Linked DNA regions of Mus musculus: regions 2, 3 and 4 are each linked to region 1. A link is a contact called in public Hi-C, HiChIP or PLAC-seq and promoter capture Hi-C data. All regions are on one chromosome and are shown on one strand. The core of a region is the stretch at or near the end of the contact, and the rest is flanking DNA. Distances in the headings are between cores, read along the strand shown. Region 1 holds the start of Zfpm2 (zinc finger protein, multitype 2). Region 2 has its middle 62 kb from the start of Gm41311. Region 3 overlaps Zfpm2 (zinc finger protein, multitype 2). Region 4 has its middle 19 kb from the start of Gm41311.

Region 1 (6,283 bases), core at 1,841-4,340:
TTAAATTGACTGTCTCAGAGTTTCTAGTATAAACTGACTTTTGCTTGCCGTTGCTGCTGTAAACTGGGTATGTTTTTATCAGCTGTACCAACGCTTTATTTTCAAATCCTGGATGTTTCCAAGTTTAAAATGTAATTTTCGTAAGTGCAGGAAATGCTTTTGTTTCGCAGAGCATCTTCATCTCATGGCTTAAACTTAACATTGATGCAGAATAGCCAAAGAAATTGTGTTAATTTTAATGGAAAACAGTGTACTTCATGCACACATCCTAAACTGGAGGGAGAGAGAGATCGTGGAAAAGACTTTGAGTATAAGAAAAACTTCTTCCTCCAAAAACACCTACCTCATATTCCTGGACAAGCAAAAGGGGACAAGGGAACTGTAGAGTGCAGCCAAAGGGACTTTTGAGCTGATCAAACACATTTAAATATCTCCTCCCCAAAAGCTTGGAGATTGCACTACTCCCATCTAACAATTCAAAAAGCTTTTGGTTTTCATTTTCCTTAACAGTGGAAGGAGAGAGGAGGAGTTCACATTTGCATAGATTGCCACTGTAATCCCAAAGTGAATCCAAGACAAGCCTAAAATGCACAGATATTACAAATGTATAAACAGATCAGCAGAGAATGATGCCTATGAACAACTACACAAATATATAAAATATATTTATTTGCTCTTTTCCCAATTAAACAACTTTCACAGATTTTTGGTAGTTAATAAATCACACCACTCAAATAAGCCAGCAAAATGTTTTACGACCTATAACACAGAGTAGCATCAGCAATTAGTTCCAATGCTTTAATCTTCAATTATATGAGGTGGACATAGAAGAGAAAAAAAAATGAATGTAGCTAATTGAGAAGATAACAAAGTCTTCCCAAGTAGAATCAGATGGTCTTTGTAGCATACAATCAATTAATATTAATTATTTATTAACAATCTAGGCGACAGTCATGAACTAAAACCATTTGCATTTAATGTTTCTAACCACTTTTTTATACTAAACATCATTTGGTACAATAAACTGTACAATGTAAACAAAAGGCTCTGATCAACTCAGCATCAAAACGGAGAAGGTAATTAGATGGCACAGAGAACCCAAAAAGTGAAAGTCTTCCAGGACAGTGTTGCCACAGGATTAGGTAGGCTTTCCGCCAAAAGTGAGGTCCACTCCTTGGTTTGAAATAAGTTGTTTAGACTGAGAACTGGCACACAGGGACAGAAATCCACTGAGTTAAAGCCAGGGAATTACATCTGAGAGGCAGGGAGTGTGAGTGTACTATATTATGCATATTGAATAATCAACTGTAGCAAGCTATGTATAGCCTGCCCCCAATCTCAAGGACAAGTTGTATGATAAGATTTATTTTTAAACTACACCAAAAAGAAATTCTGACTTGCATGTAGGGTACCTATGAGGTAAGGGTAATACTAAAGCAATATACTAAAATTACATGATAATTAGTTTTAAACGAGTAGCCAGATCCTCAACAACACGGAAAATCAGAAATACATCACAGAACTCATAAAATATTATTGTTATTATTATCATCATCATCATCTTCTTCAAATTAATAAGGCCTTTAACTTTTTTTAGATTAAAGGATTGAAGATATATTGCAGGCCTATCGAACACACAGGAATAATTTTCCTAAGGTGAAAAAAGTTGGCCTAGAAGAATTTAGTGAGATTGTGGATTTCTGGCAGGCAGGTGTCTCTGGCACCGCAGGGACCCGCACCCAGGGACCCAGGGGTAGGGGTCAGGAACTAGGAACAGCACCAGAGTATGGGCTACCTTGAACTCAAATCCTGTGAGCCCAGAAGCAAAGGAGGCCCCTCCCAGTGGGGACTCCGCTCCTTGACCAGTGGCAAACTGAAGCCCGCCCTACACAGTGTCCAGGCGCCGTGAGTGGGACCCACCCGAAGTCCCCGGGTGCAGCCCAATACCGCGGCAGGCAGGGAGGGGGTGCGCGGCAGGCAGGGAGGGGGTGCGCGGCTGTCTCCAACAGAGGCGCGAACTTTTACACCTACTTTTTGTTTCACTTCGGGTTTGGCAAAGCGTTTGGTACCGCCCAGGACTGGGTCCCCAGACACTGATTTTCCACCGCACTGGGGAAGTTACCTCCCTAGCCCGGTGGCCTCCACCAGCTCTGAGAACTTCATCCCGGGTTACCAAGACATGCTCCCAAGAGTGGTAGGCCAACCGCCAGGACAACAACAAGGACAACAATCATACTAAGCTCTGCGGGAGCGGATTGTCCTGTTAGATTTCAGCATAAAAAGGGCGACGATTGCAGCAAACCAGAGTTGAAATAACCGAGAACCCGGGAGCGCGAAGGTTGGAGAAACACTGGGCTGCGGCTGCCCGGCGCTCCAACTGGCTGTGCATCTGTCTGCGGCCGTCTGGTTTTCCCTGATAGCTTGCAAAGTTTGACAAATCTCGAGGACTAGGAGCGGATCTCCCCGAGTGTCTCCCATCTTTCCCTCCGCGTGCGCCCCTCTCCCAGGAACCGATCCCACCAACTCCCAGTCCCGCGCGCAAACTTACGTTTGATCTGCCGGGGTTTACTCTGCTTTCGCCGGGACATTTCGGCCGCGGCCGCTGCCGCTGGGGTTCCTGCGGTGTCTGCGGTTCCCGCTACGGTTCCCTGGGTTGTCGCCGCCTCTGCCTCTGGGCAGGCTCGGGCCGCCGCCGGTCGGACTCCAGGTGCTCCGTGCGCTCGGGATCCCGGAGCTAGGCTCCTCCGGGAGCGGCGGATCCACGTTTGGAGATGAGCAAGCAAATGAGAGGCCGAGCAAGGGGCAGAGAGAGTGTGACAGGGAAGAGGGGAGGGGGCGACGGATAGAGCGATGGGGCTGTGGGGGGGAGGATGGGAATCTAGGAGCGATCGGCCAGGCAGAGAGAAAAGGGGAAGAAGGGGGTGGAGGGGTAAGAGAAGGAAGAGAAGGAGGGAGGGGAGGAGAGAGCGCAGGGGGACCCGGGCTGCGAGGGGCGGAGGGTGCGGGAGGAGGCGCGCGCTCGCTCTCCGTGTCCCCGGCTGCCGGGCAGAGACTCAGGCGCCGCCGCTGCCGCTCCGGGCCGCGCCGCGCTCGCACTGCTGCGGGAGGTGGCGAGGCGCGCGAGGGAGGGGCGCGCCCGGGCTGTGGGGAGGGGAGACTATGCCATCAGCGAAAGGAGGATTGGCTGCATCCAAAGCCAGTCCGGATGCAAACTCACAGCCCGGCCTCGGTCGCGTGGAGTGCAAGGGGATCGCGGCGTGGGTGGGAGTTGAAGGGGTTGATGGGGTGGGGGGAGACGTGAGGTTTGGAGGGGGCCACCTTCTGCATTTGTCACCGCGTCAATGCTGGGCAGCTGCCAGGCCACCCTTCCCCCGCTCCCCTTCCAGCAACTTCTTCCAACAGCCTCTTCCAATGGACCCTCTAACTCTCCTCCCTAATGCCTCGCCCATCTAGCAGGGCACAAAGAAATCTCAGTCTCCTTCCATAAACTTTGTGCTTCCAGTTACTGCTCCCCTCCTGGAGCCCCTGCCCTCCGCCCTCACAGTTTCTTGGCAGGAAGGTTAGGCCACTGGCAAAGTCCCCAGCGAAAGCCAGCTGATCACAAATGCCAACTGTGTGTCTTGGGGCCCGTTAAGTCCTCTCATCTGCCTGGGCTCTCAGGAGACCATTTCATCGCTGTCAGAGTTCCCAGGAGACTGCTGCGGACCCGGACCATCCCCCACTAGGCCCACAAGAGTCGGGTGATGAGCTGCGCTCAAAGTGCTTTTCTGCATCTTGCTTGAGTTTCCATTTGAAATAGTAAAATCCCGGAATCGGAAGTCAGGCAGATATTTTTCTCACATCCAAAAGGACGAAGGTTAGCTAGATTATTCGTTGTAGGTAGGAAGGGAACTATCATCTCTAATAGGAAATACTAACTTTTTATGAAGTCTGTGGAAGTTCTGCAGCTCCACCCTGCCCCCATGACCTTCCATTCTCCTAGTTCTGCCACAGGGAAGCACCGTGGAGCTAATAAAAGATTTGATCTTGTCCTAATTTTTCAATCAGGTAAGACCCAACAACTATTTCCTGGTTCTTTGGTTTATTGAGTTCTGTGTCTTTCTTATTTATTCAATGTATGCTTACGGTTTGAGAAATGGTAAGGCACAAGAGAACATTATTTTGAGGGGATTGCATAGGATTGTTTTTGTAAAATTAAGGTGAGCAAGGTTAGCTTAGGTTCCCACAGTTTTGCATAGGGTGAGTACAAAATGCAATTCTTTCCGGTGTGCTGAAGGGATGGGGTTGTGTGGAATCAGCTACTTTATGTATCATTATTTACTAATAAACTCCTGTGAAGTTGCCATGGATTCCCTAGATACTGCCAGTTTCCCCAAGGAGGCTATGAACTTGTCCACTCTGACCTGAAATTGTGTCCTCTTTCTTTGGTTGACTAGCATCCGTGTGAGCATCACCAGATGATGCTCTAAGAGGGTCTGGGATCAGCACAGAGCCTGGGCTGATTGAGCACAGTGAAGGATGGCAGGAGGCTCCATGTACAAAAGGCACTCTACTCAGTGTTGATGATTACTCCATCAGAACATCTTTTTAAAGGTGTAAAGAGTTACCTCATGAAAGGTATGGCTGAGCAAATCTTAGCACAAGGCTGAAGGCCACTTGTCTTATTACATCACATTAGCTATATGACCATATGAGGTTATGACAGTACAGTACATGGTCCTTGATACGGAAAAGGCAGTTAATGACCAAGTCCCTGCCTGCAAGGGCCAACAAATTATGATCCTAAGTACCATGAAAAGCAAGGTTATTTGTATTTGTGTGTGTGTGTGTGTGGGGGGGTTAAAAAACAGAGACTGGAGCTTTTTAGCCCCCTCATTCTCAAATCATTATAGTTGAATTGGCATGCACAGAATCTTAGAATTGGATTTATTGTACGTTACTGTTTTCATAGATCTTTCATAGAATTGGCTGACTTACATCACCCAAAAGGAATGTCCCCTGGAATTAAAATAATACAGCACTTAGTGTTTCTTTTGGCATCTGAAATGGTTAAATATGCAAAGCAAAAGAGATACCAATAAATCAGACCTCAATATTCAGTTTAAAAGCTGAAAGAAATAAAAGTCAGAATATTTAAGGAAAGGTTGATAAAATAACCAGAGTACATTGTTACAAATAGTATACTACTTTATCTAAATGCATAAATGTTTATCAATTCCAGTTTGTATGAATGAAATAAACTGAACACTCCTACATCTATTTCTCATCATTTTTAAATGAGACTATGAATTACATTTAAGGTTCAATTTTTATTTTCTCTAGTTTAACTCACCATGATTATAAAATGAAAAGACAGCAAACCCTATAAGCAATTATCTCTGTCCAAATGGATCTAGCAGCTCCAAACCAGTTACATGGCTACCAAACAATGATTATGAAAACCACAGTTGAGCAAAGCATCAGGAAACGATATTGCAAAACCACAGCAACAAATGTGTCTGTGATATTGAAAACCACAATTCACAAGTAATGCCCCGTGTCGCCAATGACGATTAACTATACATGTGCAAATGTGTAAGTAACCGCACAAAATAATTTCTCATTTACTTAAAAATGAATTATTCATCTTGAAACTCACTGACTTAATGCCTACATATTGGTTTGTTTAGAAAAGTTTCTGCTTCTTGTAAGAAATCCTTTTAAATCCCATATAAAATGATAGTTAATTTTAAAGCAGAGAACATGCATCTCTAATAATAGCATCTCAAACATTTAAAGGATTGATCTGCAATCAATCTGAAATGAATAGCTCCCCTTCTAGTCATCTTCCTAAATTCTCAGAAGCAAAAATGCATGTTAGGAGAGACCGATTAGGAGAGAAGCATTAGAAGGAATTTGATTATAAACTCAATGAGAATATCATTGTATATATTCTCAAATAGATACTCTTAGCAAGAAACCATGTCTGACAAAAAATGGAAGACCAGTTCCAAAACTATTGTGTTATGAAAAAAGCAAGTGTTTACCAACAGATGGACGAGATAATACTATTTACAAGTTTATAGGGGTGCTATAGTTTTAAAATTAATATACAAAGTGCTCAATTAAACACAAGTCAAACGACTGGGCATAAATTATACAGGATAAGTGTGCTCCACACACTGTTTGGTACATACTTACCATAATCATACTTGCAACTTATCTGAAATTCAAACTAAACTGGATATCTTGTATTTTTTCTTTTTTATTTCATTGAATATTTTCTTTATTTATATTTCAAATT
Region 2 (6,283 bases), core at 2,653-5,152, 370 kb after region 1:
GGAGCCAGCACCCATGGTCTGCTCAGGGCACTGGCTTAGACCAGAGGGAACCTCAAGTCATTTTCAAAAGAAGAGTTTTAGTTTGTGGTGTTTAACTGAAAATGCAATGTGCACATTTTCCCTCCATGCACTTAACATGTCAACTTTACAGCACCATGTTATTAAACTCCAGATAAATGAGTGCAGTTCATCTATAACAAGGAAGGGAATGCATCAAAATTACAGTATAAAGAATAGAAAAGGGAATGTAATATTTTTAGATTTTTCTCAAGCTTCAACCTATCATTTCCTCTTAAACAGAAGTTCCCCCCTGTGTGAAACTGGTTGCCCTCCTCCCTTCAGCTTCTTCAATCCTTTCCCTAATTCAATCATAGGTGTCCCTGACTTCAGTACAATGGTTGAGTGTAAGTAACTGCATCTGTTTCAGCCAGCTGCTGGTAGGGCCTCTGAGAAGATAGCCATTCCAGATTCATAGCCTCAGTAGTCGTGCCAAGACTTGGTGCCTATGAGATAAATCCCAAGTTGGGCCAATCAGTGGACCTCCTTTCTTTCCGTCTTTTCTCCATTTTTGTTCCTGTAGCTCTTTTAGACAGGGACAGTTCTGGGTCAGATATTTTGACTGTGGGTTAGTAACCCAGTCCCCTCCCTTGAGGCCCTGTCTATCTACTGGAGATAGACTCTTTAAGTTCCCTCTCATTTTTGAGCACTTTGGCCCTTTGAGTCCTGAGAGTCTCTTACCTCCTGGATCTCTTGTACTTTCTAGAGGGTTTCCCCACCTCCCACCTCCCACCCCCACCATGAGGCTGCATATTTCTATTAATTGTTCTAGCTCTCTGGGCTTCTTTTGCCCCCCCCCCATACCTGATCCTGTTCTCCTCCTCCCCTCTCCCATCCATGTCCCTCCCTCAGTCTGCCTCCCATGATTAATTGCTTCCCCCTTCTAAATGTGATTGAAGCATCCTAACTTGGACATCTCTGCTTTTTACACTTCCAATGGACTGTGGGTTGTTCCTCAGTATTCTGTACTTTTTGGCTAATATCCACTTATCAGTGAGTACACACCATGCATGTCCTTTTTGGTCTGGGTTGCCATCACTCAGGATGATATTTTCTAGTTCTATACATTTGCCTGCAAAACTCATGATGATCTTGTTTTTAATAGCTGAAGAGTATTCCATTGTGTAAATGAACCACATTTTTTAGGTAAAGACTATATTTATCTGTGAACATAAGGACAAGTATTTTGAATTGTAGTTAAGGTTTAAGCTGGTTTAATAAAATGCAATTAAAGGTTCTCCTTCAAGATCCCTGACTTGACTTGCCCTGGGTAGTTGGTTAGGTTTCCAGTCTCAGGTGTGGTTTCCCTCTTGCTGAGTGTGTCTTAAGTCTAATTAGAGAGATGTTGGTTTCCATCAAGGTATGTGTGCTGCTACTGCATCCTTGGGTTTATTGTGCCATGCTAGTTGTTTTTATGGTTCACAGGATTCATAGCTGGGTAGGACTGTTGGTTGTTTCCTTCCTTTGGAAGTTCCTATGGTGGCTTCTGGTATTATGAGTGTTGACATCATGACCAAGAAGAAAGTTGGGGAGGAAAGGGTTTTTTTGGCTTACACTTCCATACTGCTGTTCATCACCAAAGGAAGTCAGGACTGGAACTCAAGCAGATCAGAAAGCAGGAGCTGATGCAGAAGACATGGAGGGATGTTACTTACTGGCTTTCTTCCCCTGGCTTGCTCAGCCTGCTCTCTTATAGAACCCAAGACTACCAGTCCAGAGATGGTCCCACCCACAAGGGGCCTTTCCCCCTTGCTCACTAATTGAGATAATGCCTTACAGTTGGATCTCATGGAGGCATTTCCTCAACTGAAGCTCCTTTCTCTGTGATAACTCCAGCTGTGTCAAGTTGACACAAAACTAGCCAGTACAGTCCAGTGCCTGATGTGTGTGATGTCTTCAGCAACAGGGACTTAACTTCCATCTCTGGGGAGGCAACCAAAGGTAACAGAAATAGCCTGTAATGTTTTAGGAGTCTTTGGGACAACCCTGAACAACACTCAAAAGAAGACTTCTCATTCCTGGTATTGGGGTTCTCTTGTTGTCTTTGGAAGGTACTATGCCCCATGAGAGAACTCATAGCCTTTATATTTAGATTGATGTTCTTTCTATTATGCTCACAAGGATCCTTATAACTGAGTAAATTAACACCATATGTGATGACCTCAGATATTACCATGTAACATCAAAATATCAGTGACGAGGAACACATGGGTAATTCTGGTCCTACAGTACTATGTGATCAGGGCTGAAGCTCTGATACAGTCAGAGATAGGCAGCCTTTCCCATCCTTGTTGCTTTCCTGCCTAAAACAGATGGAGATTTGAATGATCTCAAACCTTTAACTTTTCAGGGAAGGTGACTAAGGGTTGGGAAACCTGGATGCCTGACAAACATAATTCATGAGTGTTTCATTTGCAATTTGGTTTTTTAGCCCTCAAATATACAAAAATGATTTAACCATAATTGTGTCTCAGAAATTACCAACATTACTGGCTCAGGCATATCCACCTTACTTTAATGATCTATGTATGTTAAATGTAGTAATGGATATTCATAATTCCACTCTCATACACAATCCAGTCCTTGTTTTCAGGTAACCACGCATGGCTTGTTCTTCTATACACACATGTGCAATGCTCACACAAACACTGTCTTTCAAAATCACAACCAAACATAGGTTGTATAGATACCATTGCTTCGGTTTGAAATTGATTGTGAGGTAGGTGATCTAAGTCTTATTTTTGACTCAGTATTGCATTACTGAGATCATTTGCATTGTAAAATGTATCTGTTATTCAATTATGGGGGGAGGGGACTAGCTCTGTGATATTTCTAAGAAGTGGATTTGAACTCCAGTCTTGTATATGAAAGTGCAGCCCCCATCCACTTTGTCCTGTTCCAGCCTCCCATCCCCTCTAGGCTTGTAGCCTTTTCTCCTCTGAGTGTCATTTCAATCAGAAAGAACTCTTCCCCTGAGCACTGAATTGCAACCAGGAGGTGGCTGCCAACCAAGCCTCATGCAAGTCTGGCCCATAATCTGAAACATGTAAATAAATTGGCACTGAGTATCTCTGGCATTGTGGGGGGAAAAAGGAAGATCAAGTTTACAGAGGTATGCTAAGGCCTGGGAGACAGTCTACCTGGGGAAGAAGAGAAGCTCACAGTCACAGCTGACTGGGCAGTGGGGGGTAGAAGTTGAGGACAACTCACACAGTCCTTTTCTTGGGCCAAGACCCAAAGCCAAGCATGGTGGAGACCTTTGTAGGCAGAGCTCACTGCCATGTTGCTATGGCAATTCTTCCTCCAGCTTAGAGGCTTGCTTTCTCTCCAACAACGCTCAGTTTCCAAAACCAGAGGGGTGAGAATGGTAGAGGAAAAGTTAGAACTGTTGAAGCCAAGTCCAAAAGACTCCTACTGAGAGAAGACCCTCCCCCTTCTGCTGTGTTTACGTGTCCTACAATAAGACCATAACTTTAACTAATTCATTCTAAAGTTCAATTTCTTCCCAAATGATGATAGCTAATTCAGGTAACTCTGGGTTACAGAAATTTCATTTGTATTGGAATGTGAACATACTTTATAGGAGTAACCCTCCATGTTCAAACACACACACACACAAACACACACACACACACACACACACACACACACACACACACACCCTTCTGCTAGAGTCTCTAAACAAACAACAGATTGTATTGCTGCTGTTCTGAATTTTATGCCAGAAAAACAGGGATTTAAAAAAAAAACCTTCATCAAGATTCAAACCAAATGTGTGCCTCTACCAAGTTGTATACCACACAATTATGAACAATTCATGAATGTTCATTGAAGCCCATGCCTGCAAAGATTCAGGAAAATTGTTGCTCAGACCAGCTCTCTGGGGAAGGACCATATGTGAAAGGGAGTCAGGTATACCATCTGCATGATGCATCCCCAAATGCTCAGATAGTATTCTCTGTGAAATTACTCATGGTCTCCAGCATACAGATGGACAGCTAGAGAGGGGGAAAATAGAAATATGATATGCTCCTCACTGCTTCATGCATGATCCATAGAAGCAATGGTTTGCCTCTTTATTCACTGAAAATAATCTTTCAAAGAAAACCTTCAAAACCAGACATGGGAGCACACACATGTAAGCCTAGCACTAGGATCTCATAATGCAGAGAGGACATGGAGGTTTGGAATGGATGGCTTAAATTAGCACTCTGGAGGCTTAACACAAAGTTTGAGGTCAGCCTATTATACATAGCAAGTTCCAGACCAGCCAAGGCTATAAGGTAATTCCCTGTCTCAAGCAATCAAACAAGCAAGCAAACAAACAAACAAAACCCAAAACAATCCCAAAAACCTCTGCAAGGTCACAGAGACAGAATTCAGGATATTATCAATTTAGGCCACCAAGCTACCATGATATAAAAATCACCAGATATAAAATCACAACATACTTCCCTTTCCTTACTGGAGCAAATCATCTTGAAACTTAACGATGTCTGATGCTTAAACATCCTTGTAACCAAGAGTCTTCCTAAGTAGATAATTCATAGTAGCTAAGTCTCTGTTGTATTATCGAATCATTTTGATGATCTATTAAAAGCACAACGAGATGAAGGTGCTCAAAATCCTTTTTTTTTTTTTCAAATTGAAAAAGTACAGCCATCCCATAAAATTAAAAATGAAAGCCTGCCCATTCATCAACTCTAATGGCACTACTGGCACATGTAATTATTCTATACATGACCCCAGGCAAGTGACTTTAATCTTCCTATGCCTCATTTTTCTCATCTTTAAAATGGGAGTATAATTAGTTCCAGTGTATCAATCCAAGTAATTTTGATGATTAAGTGGTTTGTTATGCATGAGAAGAACATGGCCCTACACTAAGCATATAGTATGACCTCAGTCAACATTAGGCCTTCTCGTTCTGTACCTAGATCAGATATCTATCCACTCTCAAAAGCAGAGTAAGGAGATGCCTGCTTTGTGAATTGCACACAGGCTCTATCAAAATACCAGTGCTCAAAATATTGTTAAGCATCCATTTTTCATAATTTGCATGAAAATAGGAGCACTGTAAATTTTCTAAAATAATGACAGTCCTATCTGGCCAGAGGTGACTGTGCTGCAGTGGTCTAGTGAACTGAAGTGAAGAAACCATATGCAGGGAAGAATCCAGGTTGTGCTAGGGCACAGAGTCTAACTTTGGGGCATAGATGGGGCAGCTGGGCAAGAAGCATCAGCCTGGCAGCAGCTATGCCTAAAGCAGCTCCTCTGAATAAAAATTTCCAGCCGACTGCACATTGAAGTGGCAGGGTCATGAATGGCCTTAGGGTCTGAGAGGCAAGAATGTGTACACAATCTAAGAAGAGCCCTTACTCCAGAGATGTATGAAGAGGAAGGCTCACCCCACCAGTCTCTGGATACACACACACAGATGCTAGGAAAGATAATTCCTCCTCCAAAGCTGTCATCTTTGAAGAACAGAGGATGGTTGCTTATTATAAAGAATTTCATAATTCAGTAAATGTACGCCTTTGCAAGGCTCATGGCATAACATGATTTCAACCTCTAATTACCCACAAGGGGGGAAAAATCAACCTTCATCTCCATGATGAATTGACAAATATGATGTAATCAACTTGTCTGTGACAAGAGTCATCATGAAGTCCCAGGCTTAAGAGTATCAAAAGACTGAGATATCATCTAATTCACCATTCCATTGTATGGAGACAATAAGATGGAGGGAGATTTGTTCCCTGGCCCAACACTGTCACAACTTGTCCTACTGTCTAGGAATGCAACAACTCAATGCTGTCTAATTACATTGCAAAACTCCATGGCGCCAACTTAGACTCAGGATCCAAAGATTCTCTTGGAGATGGACCCATGCTTCAGCAGTTAAGAACATTATTGCTATTCCACAGGATCCAGTTTCAGTCCCCAGAACCATCATGGTGGCTCACTACTGTCTATAACTCCCTTTCCAGGTGGTCAAATGCTTCCTTCTGGCCTCTATGCCTACTATGCACACACACACTTTCCAAACATATATACAGACAAAGCACACATATACACAAACTAACGTAATTAACAATAAAGATCTGTAACATAGTCTCTTGATCCCACTGTTCATAGGCCACCAGGGGCCTCTTTCTATCTGGAAATTTGTTAAAAATCTTGTCCTCCTCAACTGCAACCAAACAAAGATGTCAGTCAAATATGT
Region 3 (6,283 bases), core at 1,355-3,854, 300 kb before region 1:
CTGTTTTCTTTTAAAATTAGTTTATTATTTGTATGATATTAGACCCTCTGGGTAAAGTTAAACACTAGCTGGCAGACTACTTTGAAAACTGGCTATCATAATGTTCAAAGCTATTGTAACAATGTTCAAACAAACTTCAGCAGACCCTCTGTTTTAAGATGAATCATGGTGCTGATAAGAAAAAGTATTTGTTTTTAAAGATTGATCAGTTTGATTGGGGTACAGAAAGTTTCTTTCCCGAGCTAGATCACGTTAGCATTTCTATCATTATTTTATCAGTGCCTAGCACAGAGAAGAAAATCAGTAAAGTATTAATTTATTAATTGCATGACTAAATGTGTATACAAGTACAGCTTGGAACTTTGAATATTAATCTGATTAACATAGGTTGTGCGATCGCTGCCCTTTCTGTTTTTGAGCATTTCCTCTTCAAAGACAAACCAAAGGAAGAAAAAATAACATCACTGAGAAGCATTAGTCAATATGTCAAAGAAAAAACAATAACCTATAATCTTGCGCTAGACAATGGTGGCTTCAAAAGCCGTACCAACTCTTTAAAAAAAAATAGTCATGAAACTAGTCCTGAGACTGAATGCCAGCTTCTTATTACAGGAGCTACTTGTATTGCTGAGTTTCATGCTTCTGAGCTGCAGCTTTCTCCTCTGTAGAATAGAATTATTCTGCTTGTATCATGCAGATGTTGGAATAATAAACAGGATTGAAAACAATGAGAACAGTGTGTAGAGTAGAAAAAGTTTAATGCCTGATGAACAGCTATTATTAGTATTAATATTATCATCACATTAATAATCACACTAATATAAGATTGTTCAGTTGTTGGAATCAAAGATCAAAATGAGAGAATCCACTCCTACATGTGTTCTCTGACCGCTAATGTGTGTCATAGCACATGTGTTCCATACCACTCACACAAATATTATATACAAACAGGTACACAAATAAACAAATAAATGTTAAAAACAGGGAAACATTGTGTCCTATTAATAACAAAGTCAATGGTTTCTTAAGGCATCAGGTCTCCGAGTTTATGATATATTTTTAAGGCTAGATAAGTAGACTCAGTGCTACTTAGTGAAAGCTATAGAATTGTTCCTTCTTAAATAACAGATAGGCATGTATTCTTATACATCATCACAAAGGCCTGGTGCTATTGTCTGCTAACTCATACTTTTTTTTTTTTTTTTTTTTTACCCTAACGGTAGACTTGGTTGAATGGATAGTAATCAGGGGTATTACAGTTGTCTTAACACACACAGACAGTCTAGGTGTTTCCCCATAAAAATTCCACCAAGAAGCCACTGGAACACTGTACCATGGAAGGCTATGAAAACAAGTGTCTAGAGAGGGTACGTGATTGGCGTTGAATTCATGTAGAGCCTTTACAATGATACCATGCTCTCACATATAAAAGAATCAGTAGTAAGGGGAAATGAGGGCTATTTAATAGTATTTCATTATTTTGATTGGCATTTTGACTTAGTACAGAGACCTAGTGAGTGAGTTATTTAGAAATACCTGCATGAAAATAAACTTTGAAACTGAGATGATTGAAACAAACACCATACAGAAGAAACTAAAAGTTTAGCTTTGAATATTCCGATTAGTTCTCTCATATTTTTCATAGAAAAGTAGCCATGCCTCCTACTCCATGGAAAGAAGAGAGTACTTAGGTGGTGGGTTTTAGTAGCATTGGAGCATGCACACTTCTCCAGCAGTGTACTCTTTAACTCCAGTGTGGGGCTGTTGAGTGTGTTGCCTCTGGAGATAAGGAAATGAGAATTATCTGGGGTCTGTTGAGAATAATGGCGACAAACAGATGACCAACAAACCTGGCCTTTCACTGTCTGGATGACCTAATTACTTTCTGGAAGGACATGGGATAGTTGAGGCAGGAAAAACACATCAGATTAGGAATGTTAATGTCAAAAACTGTCTTATCTTTTCTTTTGGCTAAATAGAACGATTCCAGCTTGTCAAATAGCTGTAAGTGACAAAAATGTGACTTTTAAATACTTATTTTATGGATGCTTAGAAAATAAAAGCTTTATAGTTATATTTATTCTTGGCATTAGCTATATTTAACAGTATTTTAAGTAAGTCTGAGTCATCAATAGTAACAGGATGAAGCCTATTTTTATTCTTTAACAAACACTACTAAAATTTTCCCAGTTAAACCACTTTTATAAAATGCTATACATACAAAATTTATATTTTATTTAATGATATGCTCTGAGATAGTTGGGTCCTGTGGTAATGGTATTGACACAGAATTCACAAGTAGTGTGTGTATGTGTGTGTTTGGCAGGAAAACAAATAAGGAAAACAGAAATGTCGGCAGGAACCTATATTTTTTCCTTAGTGAAAGCTCAAAAGACTTTGGCACTGATGGTCCATATGTTCAGGTACCTGGACACTGCCACAGGCAACCCCGTGCTGTGGCAACAGCTCCAAGGCTGTATTTAAGTTACTAGTTTTTATGACGCTACTGGCTCATGTCCAGCTAGTTCTTTTAGGCTTCCAGCATAGCATAGGAATGCTAGTGAGAGTCATAGTGAGTCACTGTTTCTATATTGCTCAAAAGTCATGTTTTCACTGGTGTTACTGTACTGGCAGAAGAAGTCTGGAGCTAGCCGCCACTTCCTAGCTGCTTATACAAGGAAGGGAAGTCAGAAGACAGAAGCAGACTGAAAATAGAGTCTGGGCAACTGGATCAAGCTGTTCCTAAACTCCAGGATATTCCTGTAGTCTCAGCTATACAAGAAGATTGTACCCTCTATTCTCCACAAAAATGCACTATACATACACCATACACACATATACTGCATGGACATATATATACCACACACACACAGACATAGACAGAGACAGAAAGACAGATGGACCGAGGGACAGAGACAGAGACAGAGACAGAGAGACAGACAAACACAGAAACAGAGACAGACACAGAGACAGAGACTGACAGAGACAGAAACAGGCAGAGAGACAGATAGACAGATGGACAGAGACAAACACAGAGACAGACTGAGAGATAGAAACAGACAGAGAGATAGATAGATACAGGGACAGAGACAGACAGAGACAGACAAAGAAAGACAAAAACAGAGAGATAGATAGACAGAGGGACCGAGACACACAGAGGTCAGAACCTATAAAACCACAAGACTTATTTCTATATTTTTCTACGACTCACAGAAACTCAGGATACTCTGCCCCCTCCAGTGTCAATCTGAGTACTCAAAATTACCTTCAATCCTTTCTGAAGCCTTGGGAGAGACCTGGGTAGCCTGATGTGGTTTCCCAAAGTTTGTTACTCAGGAAAGCACTGTTATGGCACTAACTGCAGGAGAACTAAAATACATTTTCAATGACTGCAGTAATCGGCCAAGCATTACTGCCAACATACATGGTGAGTTTTCAAGACTAATTATAACATGCAGCAAGTATTTGGTCATTGGCTCTTCTTTAATTTTAGGATCCTACAGCATATTTGGGGAGAAATATTATACTTTAAGATATATTCTTTATGAATTTAGGGTATCATGATCTGATTGTTTTGAAGGAACTTATGATGAAATGGTTGGATAGAGAAAGGTAGGATCATATTGCACAAAGAACACAGGGTTTGGAGTAGCAAGGACCTGGATTAAAGTTTGCCTCTATTTGTTAGGTTGTATGACTGCAGAACATTATTTGGTCTCTCCCAATCTCATGCAGAAAGTGGAGAAAACATGAAATGTCTTAAGGCTTCTTATAGAGAGGATAGCTTTTAGTGTGTAGAAATAAACCTTATGCTAAATGAACGTTTATCAGCTTCATGACCACAATCCACAACTTACCTAACTAGTTCTCTTACCTATCTTTTGTAAAACAGAGACACATATCTGGTATGTCACAGAGGATGAGAGGAAATGATGCACTAAAGGGTTCATTGCAGGTCAAGTATAAGTCTTATAAATTCAACACTGGTGAGTAGCCTTCAACAGCCAGAAAGAAAAAAGGAACAGCAATTCATGATATTCATTATTTGAAAACCTTCTATGTGATATGCCTATTGCAGTGATTTGCAGCAAGTCATCTATCCAACCCATCAATTAATATCTCTTCCCTTCCTTCCTTCCTTCCTTCCTTCCTTCCTTCCTTCCTTCCTTCCTTCCTCCCTTTTTTCCTTCCTTCCTTCCACTTTGTTTGTGCAGAGAGATTGCCTGGTCAATGGCAGAGAATGAATACAGCATACTCCTTATTCTCAGTAAATAGACAGTAGATGGGATAGGAAAGAGAAATAGCTAACTTCTTGCATCTGCTTTTTTGGAACATAACAATTCATCATAAGAAAGACAATGATAATCAAGAGGAGAAGTGTCTATGATTTGTTACAAGATTGGTAAAGAGGACCTAAGGAGTGCCCCAAAATAATGGCCATCAATGTACAAAACTAGTACATGGTTAGACTTGGTACATGTTTTATGAGTTAATTGATGATAAATAATAATCTTCTGAAGATTTTCCAGAACATGCTTATTGACAAACAGCTTGAAGAATAGACAACTATAATACAAAGACAAAATTGTGTTCAATGCTCAAGTTAAAGCACTAGACTGAAATGACTCTGGAATTATAATTTTAATTAAGAATTATATTCCTTAAAATAATTCCAGATATAAATGCATTGGGTTTGGATCATTTGAAAGGAAGGCTATTTACACTATCCTTTCCTACTGTATCCCTACAGTGAAGATCAGTTATGATTGGCCAATAGAAATCTAATCATCGTAATGGGTCTGATCCACCAAGAACTTCTCCAAACCGGGATTCAGTATGTACAGACTTGTACATTGACTCATGATACTCTATTCTGACACGTGATAGTGACACAGACAAAAGAATTCTCACTTCTCTTTTACGTAAAAGATACAGTCAGAATATCACCGATATTTCAAGTTAGAAAACTGGTGGCTCTGTGACCAGCAATTATGGAAGGGAATGGAATATAATCAGACCCTGGTTAGCTTGCAAATTCCCTCTTTCTGGTGTTTCAACTTTCAAAGGCACAGGGTAGTTTGGAGGCAATCCTCTTATAAATGTACAAATTGTAATGATTATAGGAACAAGTTGTAATTGTTTCTAGCAAGTTTTTAAGAGTCTTTGATGTAATGATTAGTGTTTCATATGTTAATATATGGATAGAGATGCTTATTTGCTTGCTCCCTTGTATGCTTTCATAGTTTCTGGGTTCAATGAGCAAACAAATCTTTGATCTCAGTAGGTCTATTTGGTTAAAAAAGAAAGCCGAAAGAAATGAAACATGAGAAGCAAAAGGCTTTGCAATATTCACGAAGAAGTGAGACTTGGGAGGTCTCTGTGTGAATGCTGAGCTAGTCGGTAACTTAAAGATAGAAAAAACACACAAGGCTATAACCCCCATACCCCAGCCTGCAAAACTCAATACACAAGACCACATTCCTGTCTCAATGAGAATTGTCTCCTGATGTGTCATCACTGAACTGCAGGTCCTTTTGTAGCTACAAGACCTTGGCTAGGCTGATGTCACACTGAGCAAATCAAAGGCAGCACTCTGCCAGCCATGGGGCTCCTTCTTCCCTGTTAGCCTTCTGCCCTTCACAAAGCATCATGGGGCAGAATGTGGGCTTTGCAAAGGTTTTCAGCTCCCTTCTCATCCTGCATGATTTCTGGAATCTGACAGCAAGATAGTGCTTCCCGAAGCATGCGCCTAGACACAAAGTGCTAAATTTCAAAAGGTATATGCTTTTTGGTTGATTGTGCCTAAGAAGGGAATCAGAGAATTAACAATAGGCAGCTAGCTACCCATACAACTAAGAGGAAAAGCACACCAACCAAGCCACTCACACAGGGGCTTAGCAAATGTGCACAGCACTGAGTAATTAACGCTCTGACTCTTTTTCGTTTGTGTTGTACAGAAGTAAAACTCAGAATGCTTCACAGAAAACACAGTGCACTGAGGCTTTCAAAGGAAGAGGGAAGTGAGAGGCTTACGTCATACATGGTCCCCTCTCTCTGCTCCGGAGCAGTTCACATTACTCAGCTTTCCTTGCCCCTGAAGAGACAGGGAAGGGTCCTTAGCTTACCTTTGCTGTACACAATGCAGTTGTTTTTGCTGTCTTCCACTCCTTGCCATGTCACATCCAGAAGCCATTTAGGACCAGCAGTCAGCACCATGGGGACCTGAGCCTTCGTCTTCTGTGGAAGGGTAACAAAGAGATCCCGTTTGCTCTTGTTGACTAAA
Region 4 (6,283 bases), core at 2,203-4,702, 290 kb after region 1:
CATACTAAGGAATACTTTGCATAACACTTTGTCACAGGACTGCCCAATATTTCAGAATCACTTGAGTCATCTTCCAAACAATGCAAGGGTTAGTACACACCCAGAGCCAGAGGTCTTTGAGGAAACTGCCTAGCCTTTATGTGCTTTGGATTCTTTCCATAAAATGTACTCAGTAATAGCAATTACCACACAGAATTGTTGAAAGGATAAAGTAAGTTAATATCTGTAAAATACTTTAAATAGAACTTCCATTAATTAGTAAATAAATGCTTAGAAAGTACCCAAGGAGCTAAAAGGATCTGCAACCCTATAAGTGGAACAACATTATGAACTAACCAGTACCCCGGAGCTCTTGACTCTAGCTGCATATGTATCAAAAGATGGCCTAGTTGGCCATCACTGGAAAGAGAGGCCCATTGGACACGCAAACTTTATATGCCCCAGTACAGAGGAACGCCAAGGCCAAAAAGGGGGAGTGGGTGGGTAGGGGAGTGGGTGTGGGTGGGTATGGGGGACTTTTGGTATAGCATTGGAAATGTAAATGAGCTAAATACCTAATAAAAAATGGAAAAAAATAAAATAAATGCTTTCATTATATGCTCCCAGAGCTGATGGCTCATTTCTTCTATGAACAGGATCTTCTATCTGAATTTGAGTTGTGAATGTAGCTTCTAAAATACATTGGCCTTGTAGGGTAAATGCCTGCCCACCAACACTGCCATCAGTACCATCACACCTTTTCCAATGTACAAAAACTTTGAAACAAATTGTTTAACAGTTGAAATGATAGTACCATAGATTCTAGGTCTTGTCCCATGGTCAAAAATCCCAGATAGATGACTTCCTATAGGCTCCTTTTCCATTGGAATGGGGTATGCTGCTGCCACCTTACAACAATAAAAGCAGAATCTGGATTTTTGTTTTCTGAATCCCATCCATTATCTTCCATGGGACAATGAGCCCAAAGGGGACAAGGATCATGACTGTGCTGCTTAGAGTGTGGTGCCCTGCCACTTAGAGCAGAATATAAAATATGCTTCATAGATGTCTAATAAAGAATTCTTGTAGCAGTTGAATCCCTCTGCATGAGTTTCACCACAGGCAAAAGAAAAAGAAAAAGGAAACAAAAAGGGTGATAGAGGAATAATCATTCAAGTCCCAGCAGAATCATAATCACAGTTTACAGTAAAGACAAATATGATAATGGGCTCACTCAGAGGGACCAACTGCAAAACAGTGTTCATGATTTTCTGATCCTAGATGAGCTGATAAATTCCTAAGTTTCCATCACCAAATGGGTTAGTGAGAAAGCCAAATGAGATCATAGGCATGTAAGCACTCTGTGAGCTTGAAGCTGCCTGCTGTGGAGGTTACTAGGAAAGAACTCTCTCAGCCCATATCATTCTGAAAGTACAGTTGAGGCATTAGTTTAATAAACCTGTCATTCTCTGGGGTGTTTCATGAACTGTTGCCATCCCTGAAATCCTAAGTGCCTGTTAGATTCCTTGTGGATGACGAATAAATATAGATTGTGTGAGTCATGAAGTCAAGGGGGTGGGAGGAAGCAGGAAACTGTCCCCACATCCTTAGAAGACAAAGAGAATTGGAATGCTCAGAAAAGTTTGGGGAACTTCCCAGTGCACATAAGCCAACATTACAAACCACTAAACCAAAATGATCATTCTGTCTGCTCAGCAATAGGACAAACGGAAGATCTCACATCAGTTAAGACAGGAAAAGAGAGAAAAACATGTTTTATACTATCTAGAGACAAGTGATCACTTCCTCAGCCAATCAGTTTGGTTGGTTTATTAATTCACCAGTTTATTATTCAACAAATAGAGAAGGTGCATACCCTCTTCCCCTACGCTGGGCTCTCTGCTTGATACTTGTTAAAAAATAAGTGCAATGTACCCACACAGAGCTTGCAGCGGGAGAGATGATCAGTAGCCACTTTGTGCCTTTGGTTCTATGTTGGAACAGCCTAGTTTCTCACTCCAGGCTTATTCCACTAAAGAAACTATGGTGGCCAACAAAGGAGTAGCTGCATGCGTGTGTGCATGCATGTAAGTGTGTGTGTGTGTGTGTGTGTGTGTGTGTGTGTGTGTGTGCCCATACACACGCAGATGCTTATATCACAGCGTACATTTGGAAGCCAGAGAACAGCTTCTATCACTTGGGTTCCAGGGACAGAGCTCCAGTTGTCAGGCTTGGCAGTAAGCGCTTTTAGACCCTGAGCTATCTTCACTTGTTGCCTTACCAGACACAATATTTCCCAGCCCCCATGTTCGTCTTGCTGTTTTTCACAGTGGATGGAATGAAAATGATAGGAGATCTTTGGCATAAAGAAGCGGTAATCTCTGCCCTAACTTCCCATTCTTCCTGCTGACAAGGATACCTAAAGGATTGCTGACTACAAAGAATACAGAAACTTTTTTCTATTGGCGTTTTGAAATGTATTTGTTAAAGCCACTAGCATTTCGCTCATATTAAAAGTAACGTAGGTAAAGGGTGGAAAAGAAGGAAAGTCACAGAAGCGTGGCGTGCACAAGGAGAGTGAATAATCCCTGTGCTTTGGAGGGTGAATGTGGGAGGGAAGGAGATCAACTGGAAAGGTAATTTGGATCTGTGAATGACAGGCACAAAGTTTGAACTCTCAAGTAAACAGAGTTCCAGAGAGAAATCAGATATGGGATACATATCTCCTTTAAAGCCAATAGAATGTTTGTACTTCCCATGTGTGCAGTGGTCAGGAAAAATCCTGGGCCTTGGATAACAACTTGTTTATGACTATTAAGTAAAAAAAGCCCATGTTCACCTGCCCTTGTTCACATCCATATTCTTATACAGGCACATAAGTACAAATGTCTATGTGCATGCACATTCACATGTATAGCCACAAAGCACTGACATTTAGACATGTAGGCATACTGTACAGACACAGAAGCATATGTGCATACATAAAATATGAGTATGCCTATATGTGAAGTTGGATGCACATGCACACAAATGTATTTTACACATAAAGTGTTATACTAAGCAGTATTCCAAACGATGTGCTCTCTTATAGAGGCAATTAAATACCTATGTATTGATTTCTCAGCTTTGGTCTGACTTAACAGTGACCTAAACATTGTCACTGGGAGAAGGGGAGTGGCACTTTCTTTAACTATAGCACTTGCACATTACTTGTGTTTTAACAGTGTTGTGAATCCAACTTTTTGTATTTGCCTCCTGAAAGACAGTTGGTAATAGAAAGGGTCTTGCTCAAGGGAAAGCAGAAAGCACTTTCCTTTTCTAATTTCATTTCCCTTCCCCTTTCATCTTGTTCTTAAAACATGCTCTTCTACAGAGTCCACAGAGCCTTCTCAGGTGAGTTCAGAAGGTCCCCAGAGCTGCCAACAGATCTCCTCCAGCGAAAAGCGTATGCAAAAGGCAGGCTGCTACCCAGAGGGATACAGCAGATGGCAGGGTCATTGTGCCCAGCTCAGATGGCTTACCCAGGTGGAAAGGTATCACGGAGCTGGAAGCAGAGCTCTGGAAATTATTCCTGGCCCGCTTCACCTTCTCATGCTGACAATCCCACATCCTTCTGAGATGTGAATTTTGGAGGCTGGAGAGCCCAGATGCAAGGTTTGATTTCTCCCGGAGAGAACAACTTGGTTTGAGCGCCTGTTTCTATAGGGGACATAATGGCCACAGCACTGTACATTGCTTGCTAGCAGTTACTGGTGCCTAAATCAGTTTAATTTTCTTCCCTTCGTACGATACTGACTTACCTCAAAGCCATCTCTAACTGGCACACAGAAGCCAACAACAGCTACTGCTCAGCAAAAGCCCATATGGAATCGCTTGCTATGAGTGTGGCTTAAAGTCAAAGCTTTGTGACTGGCCTGCAAGAGGAGCAGCAAGGGAATTACGATCAGATTCAACCAAATGTTAGATGAAGGCAAGCAACGTTTTCCCTATAAAAAATATCTTTTCTTGGTGTTTCTCTTTTTCTAAGAGCCACAAAAGAATGAGAAAGACTCAGACTGCGAAAGTCTTGCTGAGAGCACCTAGATCTTTCTGACGTTTGTCTTCAGAAAACAAATCGTATCATATCCCAATTCAGTATCTTCACAGTTACTTAGGTCAATGTCAGCACCCATTAGGTGACAGCATTGAAGATGTCTACTGCCAGAACAGAGGAATTCTTTTTATTCCATTTTTTTTTTGCTGGTGAGATACTGTCTACCACAGCTATTCCGTTCCGGTTGTATCTTGTCTCTTTGTCGCAAAAGTCACAGTGTCAGACAAACAAATAAGTAACCAACTTCTAGTGTGCCAGGATGAAGAGCTCTTGCATTAAATTGGCATTTGAAGTCGCTGCTCAGTAGCCCCGTGATGTACTTTCTTTCTCAAAGTCGAGTTGACCTTGAACCTGAACAATGTTTAAAAGGCAAGAGTGAGGAAATGTTGGCTGTGCTTTTTCAAGAGATATGACTGGAATAGAATTCTTGGACTTGGAAAAATTGTGTGTATGTTTTTATATTTCTATGTTTATATTTTAATGCTCTGTTCAGTAGCCTTCAAATACATCAAACCTGGAACTTTGCCTTCAGTGTGGCCATATCCCATCCCAAGTGTTTCCCATTCTACCCATAGGGAGGCATCTAAGAGCTGACAAGATACTGACTTTAGAGTCTCACTACCTAGGCTCTGCAAATCCAAAATAATCTCATAAATATGAATTTCAATAAACCTCTCAGGTAACTCTTAAAACCCAACCAGAAAGCAATAATTGAGCCAAAAGCTAACTTCAATGTCAACGTTTGAAATTTCCTTTAAGGAAATCCTATAGACAGGATTGGTCTAGAATTCTATTTTGCTGAAGGTAATATTATTATTTTTCATGATGAGAGGTGGAAAAAGAGATGAATAAGAGGACATTATATAAAAGGAAAGACTGGGTACTTTATCCCCAATTCCCTAGAGACAGAGATGCAGAGAGAAATACCTGTGCGAAGTGGATTCAGAGGATGTCATCACAGGGGAGAGGAAGAGAGAGGTAGAACAGGAAACACGGGGATCTAGACAGACACATGGCCTAGCTTCAGCCTCAGACCATAGAAAGCTTTGTAAAAGGGAATCATTGTGTGTAATAGGTCCCACTCTGAGGTCAAGGTTAAACATTTGCCTCTCCTGTAAGTCAGTCATTTCGTTCTGCACTACCTCTGAAAGTCAGGCTCATGATCCCCGGTATGTTTCCTTTGGTTTCCTTCCGCTGAGGACAGTTTGTTCTACAGAAGCAGCAACAATTGTGAACTTAGAGAACCAACACTCCCCCCTAGCAATTAGGGGAAAAAATGGATCAATTCAAACCATGCCATCTGGAGGTCTACCTTCATCATCAGCTACAGGGAGGAACTGGAGAAGGCAATAAACAATTCCCAGGAAAGAGAAACATGAACAATGGATGCTCTGCTGTCTGCTATCATAGTCAACAGCCATAACAGCACTAAATGCTAGTGTTTACTTCCCAAGGTATGTACCACAGAGACACCACACAGTTCTGGATCATTGAACATCGAAAGCTTTACCAGGAGCACCTGATCTGCTCTCTCCAGACTCTATGAGACTGAAAAGGACTAAGCCACAGAAAGGCAATATGTCACAACAGGCCATAGAATCCAAGAGTTGACCAACTAAGAGTTCATCTCTCCCTAGTGCACAGGATAAGGCACTATTGCATTATCTTTAATTCCAGGGGGAAAAATTGTCCTGTTGGTTAAACTGAAATACAGTACAAGACTACTATAGATTAAATTTTAAAATTTCAACCATTAATGTGAGATAAAAGCCTATCTTGGATAAATTAATGCAGCTTACATTTTCTATCTGACCCAACATTTCTTAAATTATTCTGTCCAATAAATCTCTTCTGAAACCAAAGATACACTTCAACTTCAGCTTTCCTGCCCATCACTCCATAGGCCTCATTTAGGAAGGGAATGTGCGGCTAGCAATGACCCCAAGTTGGTTCCATTATCACTACATTTCTACATAGTTCTCACAAATCCCTATGGTTAGTGTTCCTAAAAGTCAATAAGCATTTGACAGTATTTTACTAAACAGTAAATGTTAAAGACTCCCACTATTTCCCTTCTTAAATCAGGTCAATGACCTTTCTGTATTTCATACGCCTCTCATCCTCATTTCCAACCAATCCTACAACTGTGATGCTCTTTGCCCTTCCAGGCCTTGCTATTTAATACACTTGATGCTTTACCCCTGTAAAAAT

What was found. Promoter capture Hi-C pulls out the DNA fragments that hold promoters and counts their contacts. A called contact is a pair of places that touch in the nucleus more often than the background predicts. HiChIP or PLAC-seq counts read pairs in DNA pulled down with a chosen protein or histone mark.
Region 2: a promoter capture Hi-C map of hippocampal neurons shows a contact between it and region 1, with 2.3 times the contacts expected there. The contact joins the enhancer-like site here to the promoter of Zfpm2 in region 1. A contact is called at or near these places in 2 of 39 promoter capture datasets (hippocampal neurons and liver) and 2 of 115 datasets of contacts at active chromatin or transcription factors (embryonic forebrain and forebrain).
Region 3: an H3K27ac HiChIP or PLAC-seq map of embryonic fibroblasts shows a contact between it and region 1, with 3 times the contacts expected there. The contact joins the enhancer-like site here to the promoter of Zfpm2 in region 1. A contact is called at or near these places in 9 of 39 promoter capture datasets (the 3T3-L1 cell line, 3T3-L1-derived adipocytes, embryonic stem cells and 3 more), 5 of 484 Hi-C or Micro-C datasets (Sertoli cells, adipose-derived mesenchymal stem cells and embryonic fibroblasts) and 12 of 115 datasets of contacts at active chromatin or transcription factors (the NIH/3T3 cell line, astrocytes, cardiomyocytes and 9 more).
Region 4: a Hi-C map of cerebellar granule neurons shows a contact between it and region 1, with 2.7 times the contacts expected there. The contact joins the enhancer-like site here to the promoter of Zfpm2 in region 1. A contact is called at or near these places in 6 of 39 promoter capture datasets (cancer-associated fibroblasts, cranial neural crest, frontonasal cranial neural crest and 2 more), 15 of 484 Hi-C or Micro-C datasets (the HL-1 cell line, Sertoli cells, adipose-derived mesenchymal stem cells and 8 more), 6 of 115 datasets of contacts at active chromatin or transcription factors (embryonic fibroblasts, embryonic hindbrain, fetal liver and 3 more) and 2 of 9 other capture datasets (embryonic tail and pancreatic islet).

Annotation. Positions count from the first base shown.
Region 1 is chr15:40,651,849-40,658,131 of GRCm38.p6, reverse strand. Zfpm2 (zinc finger protein, multitype 2) reads right to left here and starts at 3,090. Exons shown (of 8, transcript NM_011766.5): 1 at 2,549-3,090. The coding sequence starts at 2,588.
Region 2 is chr15:40,278,285-40,284,567 of GRCm38.p6, reverse strand. No RefSeq gene overlaps it. Among named protein-coding and RNA genes, the nearest start is that of Gm41311, 62 kb to the left of the region's middle. Within about 2 kb of position 3,902, at least 8 of the 459 cell types and tissues checked have an H3K27ac peak or open chromatin away from gene starts, as enhancers often do. A contact at or near this core is called in hippocampal neurons, where this site is marked.
Region 3 is chr15:40,954,647-40,960,929 of GRCm38.p6, reverse strand. It overlaps Zfpm2 (zinc finger protein, multitype 2), which reads right to left. Exons shown (of 8, transcript NM_011766.5): 5 at 6,126-6,237. Among named protein-coding and RNA genes, the nearest start is that of Gm33353, 220 kb to the right of the region's middle. Within about 2 kb of position 2,604, at least 55 of the 459 cell types and tissues checked have an H3K27ac peak or open chromatin away from gene starts, as enhancers often do. A contact at or near this core is called in the NIH/3T3 cell line, adipose-derived mesenchymal stem cells and embryonic fibroblasts, where this site is marked.
Region 4 is chr15:40,359,595-40,365,877 of GRCm38.p6, reverse strand. No RefSeq gene overlaps it. Among named protein-coding and RNA genes, the nearest start is that of Gm41311, 19 kb to the right of the region's middle. Within about 2 kb of position 3,452, at least 13 of the 459 cell types and tissues checked have an H3K27ac peak or open chromatin away from gene starts, as enhancers often do. A contact at or near this core is called in the HL-1 cell line, cerebellar granule neurons, cerebellum and 1 more, where this site is marked.